4 separate regions of the Mus musculus genome follow, and all the other regions are linked to region 3. Evidence: chromatin contacts called from public ChIA-PET and promoter capture Hi-C data. All regions are on one chromosome and are shown on one strand. The core of a region is the stretch at or near the end of the contact, and the rest is flanking DNA. Distances in the headings are between cores, read along the strand shown.

Region 1 (2,829 bases), core at 186-2,685, 250 kb before region 3:
TGCTAGTCCTGAGACTAATTTTGGAGGTGTGGATGTTGGATAAGTCTGCTGATGGATGGAAGAGACTGGAAGAATGGATTTCTGGTTGCATGCTGTCTGGGTTGAGACATCCAACCGATGGCTGGATCTCCAGGGTTGGAGAGCAGAGGGGGTTGGAGGCAAAAAAAGAGTAGTACAGGGCATAGTGTGACCTTGGACTCCCAAGCTCAAGGAGAGAGGCCTGTGGAGAGGGACCCAGGGGATCATGAACATCTGGAAAATCTTAAGAGGCAGAGACCAAGGAGCAAGCAAGGGAAACCAGTGTGGCCAGCCAGCCAGCCATTCAGCCAGGGGTGGGATGTGGGGCCCATTTGTAACACAAGGTAATAAATATTCCAATAGGAGAAAGCAGTTTAATGGTTTCAAGGACTTGGCTGGGCACCAGGGTAGAAGATGATAGTAATTTCTCAGTGGGAATGGGATAGAAGGCAGGGAAAGGGGCTGAGGGAGATAGGGAGAAGATCCCCGAGTAGTGACAATTCAGCCAAGACTATGGCTCTGAGGAAAGGCTGAGGATGGAGGTGGGGGTCACTTACAGAAGCATACAAATGCAGAGGGGTGTGTGGGTGTTTGTCTTTTATGGATTTATTTTTTAAGGATATGACAAACTAGTAAGTGTAGCCGCCGCCACCACCACCACCACCACCACTCCATCCCCTCCAACCTTGACGGCTCTCTCTACGTGGATTTTGGCGTTTCTGAGTCGGCCCATGTGGTTAGGTCCCTTGGTGAGTCCTCGCCAGAGGAGTAGGGAATCTGCAGAGAGATGCAGAGCAGGAACACAAAGCTAGAGGCTTGGCCCAGGGACTTCTCTGACTTCAGGTGCCCGCCCTCCCTTGTCCCCACCCTATATCCAGACGCCCAACCTCCAATGCATTGCAGATTCCCCATCCCTTCCACCCTCGCGGCCTCTGCCTGAAGCCGATAGGGTGTCAGGGGTGGTGGGCCACTCTGCGCCTCACCATCAGGCGGCCGTAGGGCATCAGGAAGGGGCTCATCCAGGGTCGGGGGGACCAGGGTGCGGACGGGTTGGGGGTTCACAGTGCCCAGAGCACCGGGCATGGACGACTCGCGAGCGCTGCTTAGGTGGCGCGCAGGCAATGAGCTGTAATCCCGACGGCTGTCGCCACAGCTCGCCACCTCCGGCTTGGCGGAGGCGGGACCAGGCCATTGTAGCCTCTCAGACCGCCGGGACTCGGAGTTGCGCGGCCAGGGCCAGCGGGACGAGAAATTGGTGCGGAGCTCGGATGGCTGCGACCTCCGGAGCCAGCTACACTCGGAGCTGCCCTCCTGGCGGTACCAGGCGGCCCCGGGCCCCAGCTGCCCCGCGCTCAGGAGAAGCGCCGAGCTGACACCCTGCATGCGCCTTTAGCCAGCTCGCAGTGCCCCACAGTGCGCCTCAGCCCTGGCGCCCTCTCGGGCCCCGTCCTCTTGTTTCCCGTCTCCTAGGAGACTGTTGCCCAGGCACAATCAGACTCTGTGGAGGCCTCGATAGCTGCGTGGTGGCCTTAGGGAAGTCGAATAAGGTTTTTTTCGTAGTGATCTTGGCTCTGGACCTTACTTGCCACATACTCTTGATTTGCCAGGCACTGAGGATGGAAGAACCAAGCACTCGGGCAAACCATCAGAGCTCCTTATCTGTGCTTTGGCTCACACACTGAGGCTCCGGGGTAAGGGCTGTCAAGTGGACCCCAATCTCACAGAGCTTACAGAGTGTGGAGAAAGCCAGCAAAAGAAATAAAAAGTCGGGCGGTGGTGGTGCACGCCTTTAATCCCAGCACTTGGGAGGCAGAGGCAGGTGGATTTCTGAGTTCGAGGCCAGCCTGGTCTACAAAGTAAGTTCCAGGACAGCCAAGGCTATACAGGGAAACCCTGTCTCGAAAAGAAAAGAAAAGAAAAGAAAAGAAAAGGTGTTGGTTTAAGCACAGGGGAAAAGCAGTGAGCTGAAACTGGGAAAGGTCTTCTTGAAGGTAAGGTAGTCAGGCATATCCTCTCAGTTAAGCTGAAGGCAGAAATGCAAAGGCGATAGGAACCACCAAGGAAAGAGATGGAAGCACATTCTAGCAGTGAATGTTTATAGAGTCTCAGCAACTGCCCCATAGTGGCGAAGGATCTTTTTCTTTTTAGTTTTCAAAACAAGATCTCTCTGTAGTCTCATCTGTCCAGGAACTCAGTCTGTAGAGAGATTTGCCTGTCTCTACTGGGATTAAAGGTGTGTACCATCATGCCAACTAGAGGCTGGGAATCTTTCTTGGAGAAATTAAAGGCAGCTGGTGAGGCTTGGACCTGGTAAGGGCAGCAGATAAGCCTTGCAGGCCTGGCTGCAGGTGGCGTAAAGTCTTTGGGGATAAATAATAAAGCCAAGGTTGTGTATAGGATGACAAAGATAAGGGTCAGAGCACATTCCGCCTCTTCCACTAACTGGAAAAAGTAAAAATAAATCACTTTTACCAACTGAAGAAATGGAAAGACGCAGAAGTTATGCTTCACTCTGGCCAAGTCTGTAAGTGACCAAGGAACTCACAGAAAATGTAAACATCAGGACTCCAAGTCAGTACAAAACTTGTCTCAGCACAGCCAAGCCCAGTCCAGAGTTCTGATTCCAACACCTTTGAGACAGGGTCTCATTTACCCTAGGCAGACTTTCAACTAGACTGCGCCCATGCCTGTGTTGGGATAGAATTCATGGCAGTCTAGCAACTGAGCTACATGTTCAGCCACTTGAGCTTGCTGTGTGTGTGTTGGGGGGGAAGGAGGCTCAGAAGCATCAAATGGAGTTTTAGAGGTCAA
Region 2 (2,700 bases), core at 65-2,564, 170 kb before region 3:
AGGGCCTACTGAATGCCAGGACACAAACATGATCACAAAAATCTAGGCATTATGTTCCAAGGTTCTCAAAGGCTAACCCTCCCCCACCTCAGTTTCTGGGTGAGTAGAGACAGCAGATGGCACCAAACCCCAGGGAGCCCAGCTTAGTCTGGTACCGCTCCAATTTCTCTCAGGACTAGTTTGAACTAGTGCCTAGGACCACCAATGCAGGGCCTGCCTAACCTCCCTGACAAACACTAACTCTCAGCCTTTCCTTCCTTCTCCTGAGGCTTAACTACAAGAATGGGCAGCTCTCGTCCATCTATCGACAGCAAGTCAGCCAAGCTACACATTCAATTCCAACTCACTTCTATTTCCTACCTGCTGCTGTGCCTTTAAACACAAAACCAATTATAGGTACAAACAAGCTCAACACTTTCCAAGCCGGGTCCCTGGTGAACGCTGCCGTTCTGGCTTTGCTGCCCTGGTTCCCGAACTAGCACAGTGCCCCAAGGGACCTGGCGTCAGAGGCACGAAGGTGTCCAGAACTTAGCTCTGAAAGCCCTGGGGCCCTTGGATATGGCGGAAGCACCTACTCCCGGGAACTCCAGGAGCAGAAGGAAGTAAGGGGTAAGGGGTGGGACAAGGCCCGCGGGGCTAGAGCCCAATCTCCCGGATGCTGCGCCGCTTCCCTTTTGTCAAAGTGTAACAAGTCAAACAAGGTTTCCCTTCTGCCTCTGGCCCAGGCAGCCTCAAAGGGAACACTGCTGCCGCGGACGCTCCCCACGAACGAATGGCATGTCAATTCTCCCTGCTCCAGGGGCTCAGGAGGAGCCTAAGGCGCCTCGCCAGGGCTGCCCCTTCTCCACTGGCACTACCTCCCGGCCCCGGCCCGTACTCACCGGCCACCTCCAGTCTGGGCTCATCGCCGGGGGCGCCCGCCGGGGCTCCAACCCCGTGTGGGAGGCCGGCGATGAGAGACGGGCCGAGAAGGGGAAACCCGAACTCTCGGAAGCGAAGCTGGCCGCCCCGGCTCCTGCCCCGCACTCTCTGGCCCGGCTCCCCCGGCTTCCCGCGCTGACCCCTGCCACTCCTGGTCCCGCCGGTGCCCCAGCGTCGCAATTCCGCAAGCACCTTCGCGTTTCCCGAGCTTTTGGATCTTCTGGCCTGGGAACCCGGTGCCGCCGGGACAATGGGGGGGCTCCTGGAGGCGGCACAGGAACAGCAGCGGCGAGACCGTGGCGGCAAAGGCTGTGGCAGCGGCGGCAGCAGCAGCGACGGCGACGGCGTCCGCCAGGGTAAACGTGGTCCCGTGGCGCTGTATAGACGCACTTTCGCCACGGTTCCTCGCCGGTCTACTGAGGAGCTTGAGACCAACCTGTCGGTCTGAAAAAGATCTCTGGACACCTTAAAGGGCTCAGCAAGCGCCTCCATGTTCTAAGTGGAGTTTCTGGCGAGCGAAAGCTCAGTTTTGGGGAGTCTGAGTCCTCGGGCCGTTTGTGGCGAATCTGCGACTACGGACAGGCAGCGCGAGGCTGGGCGTGAGGAGCCCGCCCTTCTCCCCTCCCCCTCTGCCGCCGCCTGCTCCCTCCCTCCTGCTGGCGCGACTGCTGCGGTAGGGACCTGGCCTTGGTCTCCGAGGAAGGCGACTGGGAGGAACGGGGCGGGAGCGCCGGGTGGGGCGGAGTTGAGGGCAGGGCCTAGAGCCGGACGAACGCAAGGGAGCCGCAGAGGCCCGCAGATATGGTCAGGGGCGGGGCGACGTGGGAAGACTAGGCCGGCGCGGGAGGGGCTTGTGTTTAGGGGGTGGAGCTGCGGGAAAGCGGTGCCCTGATGCGACGACCGCAGCCGGAAGAGTGGGCCCGAGGGGCCCAAGTAACGAAGGGCGGAGCTTTGGGTAAGCCTGGAAGGTGGAGCTAAACTAGGGATGAAGCTACAGCTGGGAAAGCGCACCACAGTGCTGCAGGGTAAGGGCGGGACTTAGGAACGTAAGGGGCGGGGCTTCCGCTGAAATGTGAGACTGAAGGGTGACGAGGCGTGGCCCTAATGAGGGAACTGAGTTTGGGGAGGTTCCAGTGCATTCCAGTAAAACTGTAGGACTCAGATTGGCAGCGCTGGACTACAAGGTTACCGGTAGCTGATTGGAAGACGGTATCAAAACACACAGCCCATTGAATATGACTGACACCTCAAGTGTGATCGTGGGAAATTCTTCTTTGGGTTCTTCAATTGTAAACCTGGAACTCGAAAATTCTGTCAGTTCCTGGGGGTTTCAGAGAATTTGGATGTCAGGGATCATCATTGTCAAGCAGTGCTTGTAGTTTTGTCACTGAAGAGTATGATAGTCTTCCAAGATGCTAGAGTCACTGAGAACGCGGTTTATTTTCATGCGGACTTGGTATTCAGCTCCCTAAAGTGCACGTTTTCTTATGACACGTTTCCCCCGAGAAATGCCAATAAAACCAGCACTCCAAGTTGTTTCCTGGTCAAAAGGGGGGGTCTGGCGTAAAATCGGTGGTTTCTATAAAGAAATGGCTTATTGCAGCGGAGTTTCTCATTATTAAATGGGGATAATATATAGTCCCTCTGTCCCGGGGTTATGATAAGGATTAAGAGAGTTGAAGACTGTAAATTGCCTAATACAGTGTCTGTTGTATAAGATTCGCATGCACAAAGAAAATACAAGCTATTATACTCATCCAGAAAATTCAGAATAAACCA
Region 3 (2,700 bases), core at 5-2,504:
ATGCACCAGTGATAAAACCGACCCATTACTGCTTATCTGTATCGCTTAACACCAACATTCCCTTAACTAGACAGATCAGTTATCAAAGCCTTTCTAATATTGAATCTTTAGCAACCCAAGACAGAGCAATCTATACTTTCCCAACAAGATGGACTCACAATACTCAGGAAGTTAACAATAAACTAGTGGAATATAATCTTTTCAGTTTCATGATGATCTACAGAATATCCTACTGACTGAGAATTTGGTGATTAGTCAGGGAGTAGGGCCCTAATTATTTTGGAAAGTGAGACTAAAGGCCAGTTAATTTTGAAAAGGTACAGAGAAAAAAAGCTCCATGTAGATTTATAGGGTTAATAATTAATTACATGTCTAAAGCTTATTATAACTGCTAACACTGAAATCATGATTTTGGATCTTTAGGGTAGGAGGGTTTCTTAGCAAAGTACTGAAATTGGTATCCTAAGAGGTATAAATCACTGCACACAAACTGTATCCCAGCCTCTGCACAAGAGAAGGTTTGTAACCCAGAGCTTGGGCTTAAGCTTCCTTACATACTTACACCCAACTAGGCACTCCAGAGGAAATGAAGGAAAGCCAGAGAACGCTGGATTCCCTAAAGGAAGCTGCTCATCTGTCACCCAAAGCCCAGACACCCAGCCGTGTGAGCTGTCAGTTTAACCCCAATTATACATTGCTGACATGATACTGAGACAGTGTCGACCAACTCCAGTTTCCTTGTTAACAGGAGGATGTTATTCATGACTTTCTCTAACAATGCTCTCATGCACATAGAATCTACATCCTCTGAAGATTCTCTTTAATGAAACTCTTCAGCCATTCCTTCTCCCAAATGACAACAAAAGCAACCCCACAACATAAAAACAGCTACTCATTTCCCCACGGTCCTGTGCAGTCAGTTTTTATATAAGATCCACTCTATTTGCTGTGAATGAGAGGCCACCCTCCAGTCCAGCCCCCTCACCCCCCAATTCAGGACCACCCTTGTGCACTCACTCTCAGCCTGCATGTGATTGAGATGGTATGGTAACTACCTCTGGTGACAGGGGCTTAGGCCTATGTGCAGGGGAACCCTCAGGGGAGGAGATGTTCTAGAGGAGGAAAAAGTATCTTGTTATTTATCTTCTCAGAGTCAAGAAGCAAAACAGAAAGTAACGATAAGCATGGCTGTTTGCCACACTTTTTAGGGAGGGATTTGGTGGTGAGGATGGTTAATGTTTATGCATATGGTAAATGTTTAACTGCAGAACTCACTTCCACAAAGTGGTTAGTTCAGCTAAATGCTTCCTGGTACCTTAGAAAGGACTTATAATGTTTCATGCTATCAATGAACACCTCAATTAGAACTCAGGAAAGAATTAGGTGAATCATTTTAGAGGGCTCACAGTGTTTCTTATGGTGGGGCACAACCTACTCCTTATTCTTCCTAGAGGAACTCTGTTTCTTCACCCCATACTTCCTCTGATTATAATCTTTCTTTTCTTTATTCTCTTACTAGCTTTAGGGGTATACCTGTGAACTATGATCAGTTCCTCTCAAGTGACTGTTATACACCTGCACACATCTAACAGAGTTAAAAATCCATTGTACTTACTGGATCACAAAACAAACAAAGCACCCTCCCACCCCAATACCATGTATATGTGTATTTTTTCTGTGACTTTCATAGGACAGAACATTTTGCTGAGGTAATACCTCTCTAACACATGGGAACTGGAGAGTGAGCTCTTGAGGTGATGGTGTGAAGGGTAACATGAAAGTGATGATAGCAGCTATGACAAGGACTCTGTACCAGGCACTGGGGAAAAGGGAAAGTTCTCAATATACAGACTATCAACAACTGAGGCCCAGAAAACAGACGTGGGCTATGCTATGCTAGGATATATAAATGGAGCTGCTTCAGCAAAACAAGGTGGATAGCAATGTTTTAGAATGGGGAGGGTGCTGGGTGTACAAAGCACAGGGCTCTTGTTTTCCTTCTTCTAGATTCTTTCCCCTCCTTCTCTGTGACTGTGTACCTCATCCCCTCAGTTCTAGATATGAACACGCTTCTTATTCAAGGTTTTTCCTTTCCACTTGGAGCTGGTTTTACTCCTGACACTTATTGATATTTCACTGCTACTTTATTTTTCACAAATTTTTAAAAATACTATTTTTACTTTAGGTGTACAAGTGGTTTGCCTTCCTGTGTGCCTGTGTAAAACATGCACACAATGCCAGGAAATGTCAGAAGAGGGCATTAAATCCCTAGAGACTAGAGTAACAGATAGCTGTGAGGAACCATATGGGTGTTATGGGAATTAAAAATTGGGTTCTCTGAAAGAATGGCCAGTGCTCTTAATGGCAGTCATCACTCTAGCCTGCATTTTAATATTTTTTTTTTAGCTTTTTTTGGTTTTGTTTTGGTTTTTTGAGACAGGGTTTCTCTGTGTAGCCCTGGCTGGCCTTGAACTCAGAAATCCACCTGTCTCTGCCTCCCGAGTGCTGGAATTAAAGGTGTGCGCCACCACGCCCAGCTCTTTTTAACGTTTAACAGACAAGTTTATTTCAACATTTTCTTCTTTCAAATAATAATTTTATGTTTAAAAAACAATATGGAAATAAAATTTGTATTATATCATCTTTCAATATATTCTTTCCTTTTAAAAGACAGGGTCTTGCTAATGTAGCTCAGAGTGG
Region 4 (2,700 bases), core at 109-2,608, 190 kb before region 3:
TTACCCATCTTGAACTCGTTAAGGTCCTTTCTGTTTTACAAATGTCCCACCTGTAAACTGACTAATTAGTTATAAATAAAAGTGGTATGTCTTCTTTCTTTTTCTTTCTTTCTTTTCTTTCTTTTTCCCCGAGACAGGGTTTCTCTGTGTAGCCCTGGCTGACCTGGAACTCACTCTGTAGACCAGGCTGGCCTCAAACTCAGAAATCTGCCTGCCTCTGCCTGCCAAGTGCTGGGATTAAAGGCATGTGCCACCACTGCCCGGCTAGTTTTCTTTCTTTCTTTCTTTTTTAAGATTTATTTATTTATTTATTTATTTATATGTAAGGACACTGTCCCTGTCTTCAGACACACCAGAACAGGGCATCAGATCTCATTATGGATGGTTGTGAGCCACCATATGGTTGCTTGGAATTAAACTCAGGACCTCCAAAAGAGCAGTCAGTGCTCTTAACCACTGAGCCATCTCTCCAGCCGCCCCCCCCCCCCCCCCCGCTAGTTTTCATCTTTTTGTTTGTTTGTTTTTTCGAGACAGGGTTTCTCTGTATAGCCCTGGCTGTCCTGGAACTCACTTTGTAGACCAGGCTGGCCTCAAACTCAGAAATCCACCTGCCTCTGCCTCCCGAGTGCTGGGATTAAAGGCGTGTGCCACCACCCCCGGTGTAGTTTTCATCTTAAAAATAAAAAAGAAGCGGTACTGGGGATTGAACCAAGAGCCAAGTGCGTGAAAAGCAAGCACTCTTATTACTGAGTGCATCCCTCAGCTTCCCCCACTGATTTTTATTGCATGGTCCTCATAATCCTGCACAGTCATCACCTCTACTTCCTAAAGAAGGTTAAAAGGCAAACCACCGGTGCTTAGACTCCAAAATGTACTCTCATCTATTGCTCCCAACATTCTCTGTATCCCGAGTGGGCAGCACTGAGAAGTCAACATCCTAGGGAACAGTCCTCCCAAGTGCAGTCACTCACCGGAAGGACTGTCCAGAAGCTAAAACCAAGTCCAGACGCAGCTCAGAGCGTGGACACGGGATAGAGGCCCAGAGGGCCGGGCTGGAGCTTAGGGTGCGATGTCTCATGCTGCTAGGCAGCCAGGAACGGAATAACATTCGGCTAGCAGCCCCAGCCCATTACGGCACTGTCCAATCAGAACTCGACTTTCCCAAGTCCTAAAGCCTCGCACACAAGTGACCACACACACCGGGAGTGTAGCACCGTGGGTCCTAGCTTATGGGTCCGGTGTAATTTTAATTTGAGTCCCTGTTGAATGAATTTCCCTCTCCTCGTAGGAAAGCCTCTCGCACACCACCAAACCCCTAAACGCCCCACTCCGCTCTCCCGTGCAGCACGCCCCGCCTCTTCCTCCGGACGTGGCCCCGCCCCCAGGACCTCCCGGCGCGCGCCTCCTCCTCCTGCGCAGCCCTCGAGGTTTGGAAAGGCGCGCCAGTATGGTTCTTCCGGGTCCCAGTTTACTCCCACCGGAAGTAGATCCTTGCTCCCGCTTATTTGACCCTAGAGGTAGCCAATCCGAGAAGAAAGTACGAAGCACCAATGAGAACTCGGGAGTGCCGGAGTGGGCGGGCCTGTGAGGTGGGAGCGGTTGGCCTGCTGGCCTCGCTGCTTGGCGATTGGCTGCCAGAGACCCGGCTCTGCCATTTCAGGGCTTTCGGTGCAATCTCAGGGCCTGCCTGCAACTTCTCGTGCTGGCCCGCACTGGAGCCACATCATTGCGGGGCGTAGTGGTACACACCGGTCGTCCCAGAACTCGGTAGGCAGAGGCGGGAGGCACGTTTGAAGCTTAACTAGGCTGGGCTTCATGGCGAGACTCTGTCTCAAGAAATAAACCGAAAGAATCTCATCCTCCCCTGCTCAAGCCTTTCTCCACCGAGCCTCTTCTGAGGCAGTGATTTTTCAGCGCTGTCCCCTCCACGTCTTGTCAGGAGGCCCCGAATGCGCCATCTCGGGCTTCCCAGGCTTCAGAGGCCAGTCTCAGGTTTGCTCGCCCTGGCTACAGCCTGCGGCACAGCTACCCGCTCCAGTCCGAGCGTGGAGAGATGGGCTTTCTTTGGAGTTCACTCCGTCCAAATGCCAGTGTGTGGCTCTAGGCAGCCTAAGGGACCAACACAACCAGCACCAGCCACCTTGTTCCAAAAAGGACTATATCATTTATAATTTTTTAAGACAAAAAAAGAATGCTTAGGCTAAGAAATATGAACTTCAGCCGGGCAGTTATGGCGCATGACTTTAATCCCAGCACTTTGGGAGGCAGAGGCAGGCAGATTTCTGAGTTTGAGGCCAGCCTGGTCTACAGAGTGAGTTCTAGGACAGCCAGGGCAACACAGAGAAACCCTGTCTCCAAAAACAAACAAAAAAAGAAAAGAAAAAAAGAAAGAAAGAAACATGAACTTCGGACACTAGTTTGACACACTAGGGCATTTTCCATCAAGCAGAGAAATTTTCGGGTTGTGCCTAAATTATTGGACTACAGACTCAAGGGCAGGGCTGGATGCTGATTAGTGTGTGTGTGTGTGTGTCTACAGAAAGGCACAGCACACCTGCTAGAACACTATTAACCAACATCAAACAAACTGGGTCTTTTGTCTCAGTTTCATTAAGCAGTAGCTGTAAGGCTCTCAGCATCCATGTTTTACTGTGATTACCTCATCTAAAGGCATGTCACCTTACAGGTGCCTGGCACTGA

The links. Promoter capture Hi-C pulls out the DNA fragments that hold promoters and counts their contacts. ChIA-PET counts read pairs in DNA pulled down with a chosen protein or histone mark.
Region 1: an RNA polymerase II ChIA-PET map of memory CD8 T cells shows a contact between it and region 3, with 35 read pairs. The contact joins the promoter of Ttll3 here to the enhancer-like site in region 3. A contact is called at or near these places in 12 of 39 promoter capture datasets (the 3T3-L1 cell line, 3T3-L1-derived adipocytes, the C10 cell line and 7 more), 3 of 484 Hi-C or Micro-C datasets (Th1 cells, centrocytes and nephron progenitors), 7 of 115 datasets of contacts at active chromatin or transcription factors (the 230-238 cell line, T-cell acute lymphoblastic leukemia, effector CD8 T cells and 4 more) and 4 of 9 other capture datasets (adipose tissue, embryonic stem cells, liver and 1 more).
Region 2: a contact with region 3 is called in an RNA polymerase II ChIA-PET map of memory CD8 T cells, with 257 read pairs. The contact joins the promoter of Brpf1 here to the enhancer-like site in region 3. A contact is called at or near these places in 19 of 39 promoter capture datasets (the 3T3-L1 cell line, 3T3-L1-derived adipocytes, the C10 cell line and 13 more), 1 of 15 datasets of contacts at CTCF or cohesin (the NIH/3T3 cell line), 18 of 484 Hi-C or Micro-C datasets (the AML12 cell line, the C2C12 cell line, the G1E-ER4 cell line and 10 more), 13 of 115 datasets of contacts at active chromatin or transcription factors (the 230-238 cell line, the NIH/3T3 cell line, the SCID.adh cell line and 9 more) and 4 of 9 other capture datasets (adipose tissue, embryonic stem cells, liver and 1 more).
Region 4: a contact with region 3 is called in a promoter capture Hi-C map of liver. The contact joins the promoter of Ogg1 here to the enhancer-like site in region 3. A contact is called at or near these places in 20 of 39 promoter capture datasets (the 3T3-L1 cell line, 3T3-L1-derived adipocytes, the C10 cell line and 11 more), 19 of 484 Hi-C or Micro-C datasets (the AML12 cell line, the C2C12 cell line, the G1E-ER4 cell line and 9 more), 4 of 115 datasets of contacts at active chromatin or transcription factors (the 230-238 cell line, bone marrow-derived macrophages, effector CD8 T cells and 1 more) and 4 of 9 other capture datasets (adipose tissue, embryonic stem cells, liver and 1 more).

Annotation. Positions count from the first base shown.
Region 1 is chr6:113,391,069-113,393,897 of GRCm38.p6, reverse strand. It overlaps Ttll3 (tubulin tyrosine ligase-like family, member 3), which reads right to left and starts at 1,435. Exons shown (of 13, transcript NM_133923.7): 1 at 1,002-1,435; 2 at 704-795. The coding sequence starts at 1,401.
Region 2 is chr6:113,305,751-113,308,450 of GRCm38.p6, reverse strand. It overlaps Brpf1 (bromodomain and PHD finger containing, 1), which reads right to left and starts at 1,314. Exons shown (of 13, transcript NM_030178.2): 1 at 1,114-1,314.
Region 3 is chr6:113,140,430-113,143,129 of GRCm38.p6, reverse strand. The region is part of intron 17 of Setd5 (SET domain containing 5); the gene reads right to left. Among named protein-coding and RNA genes, the nearest start is that of Lhfpl4, 54 kb to the left of the region's middle. Within about 2 kb of position 1,254, at least 27 of the 459 cell types and tissues checked have an H3K27ac peak or open chromatin away from gene starts, as enhancers often do. A contact at or near this core is called in extraembryonic ectoderm, liver, memory CD8 T cells and 1 more, where this site is marked.
Region 4 is chr6:113,325,634-113,328,333 of GRCm38.p6, reverse strand. It overlaps Ogg1 (8-oxoguanine DNA-glycosylase 1), which reads right to left and starts at 1,358. Exons shown (of 7, transcript NM_010957.4): 1 at 972-1,358. The coding sequence starts at 1,108.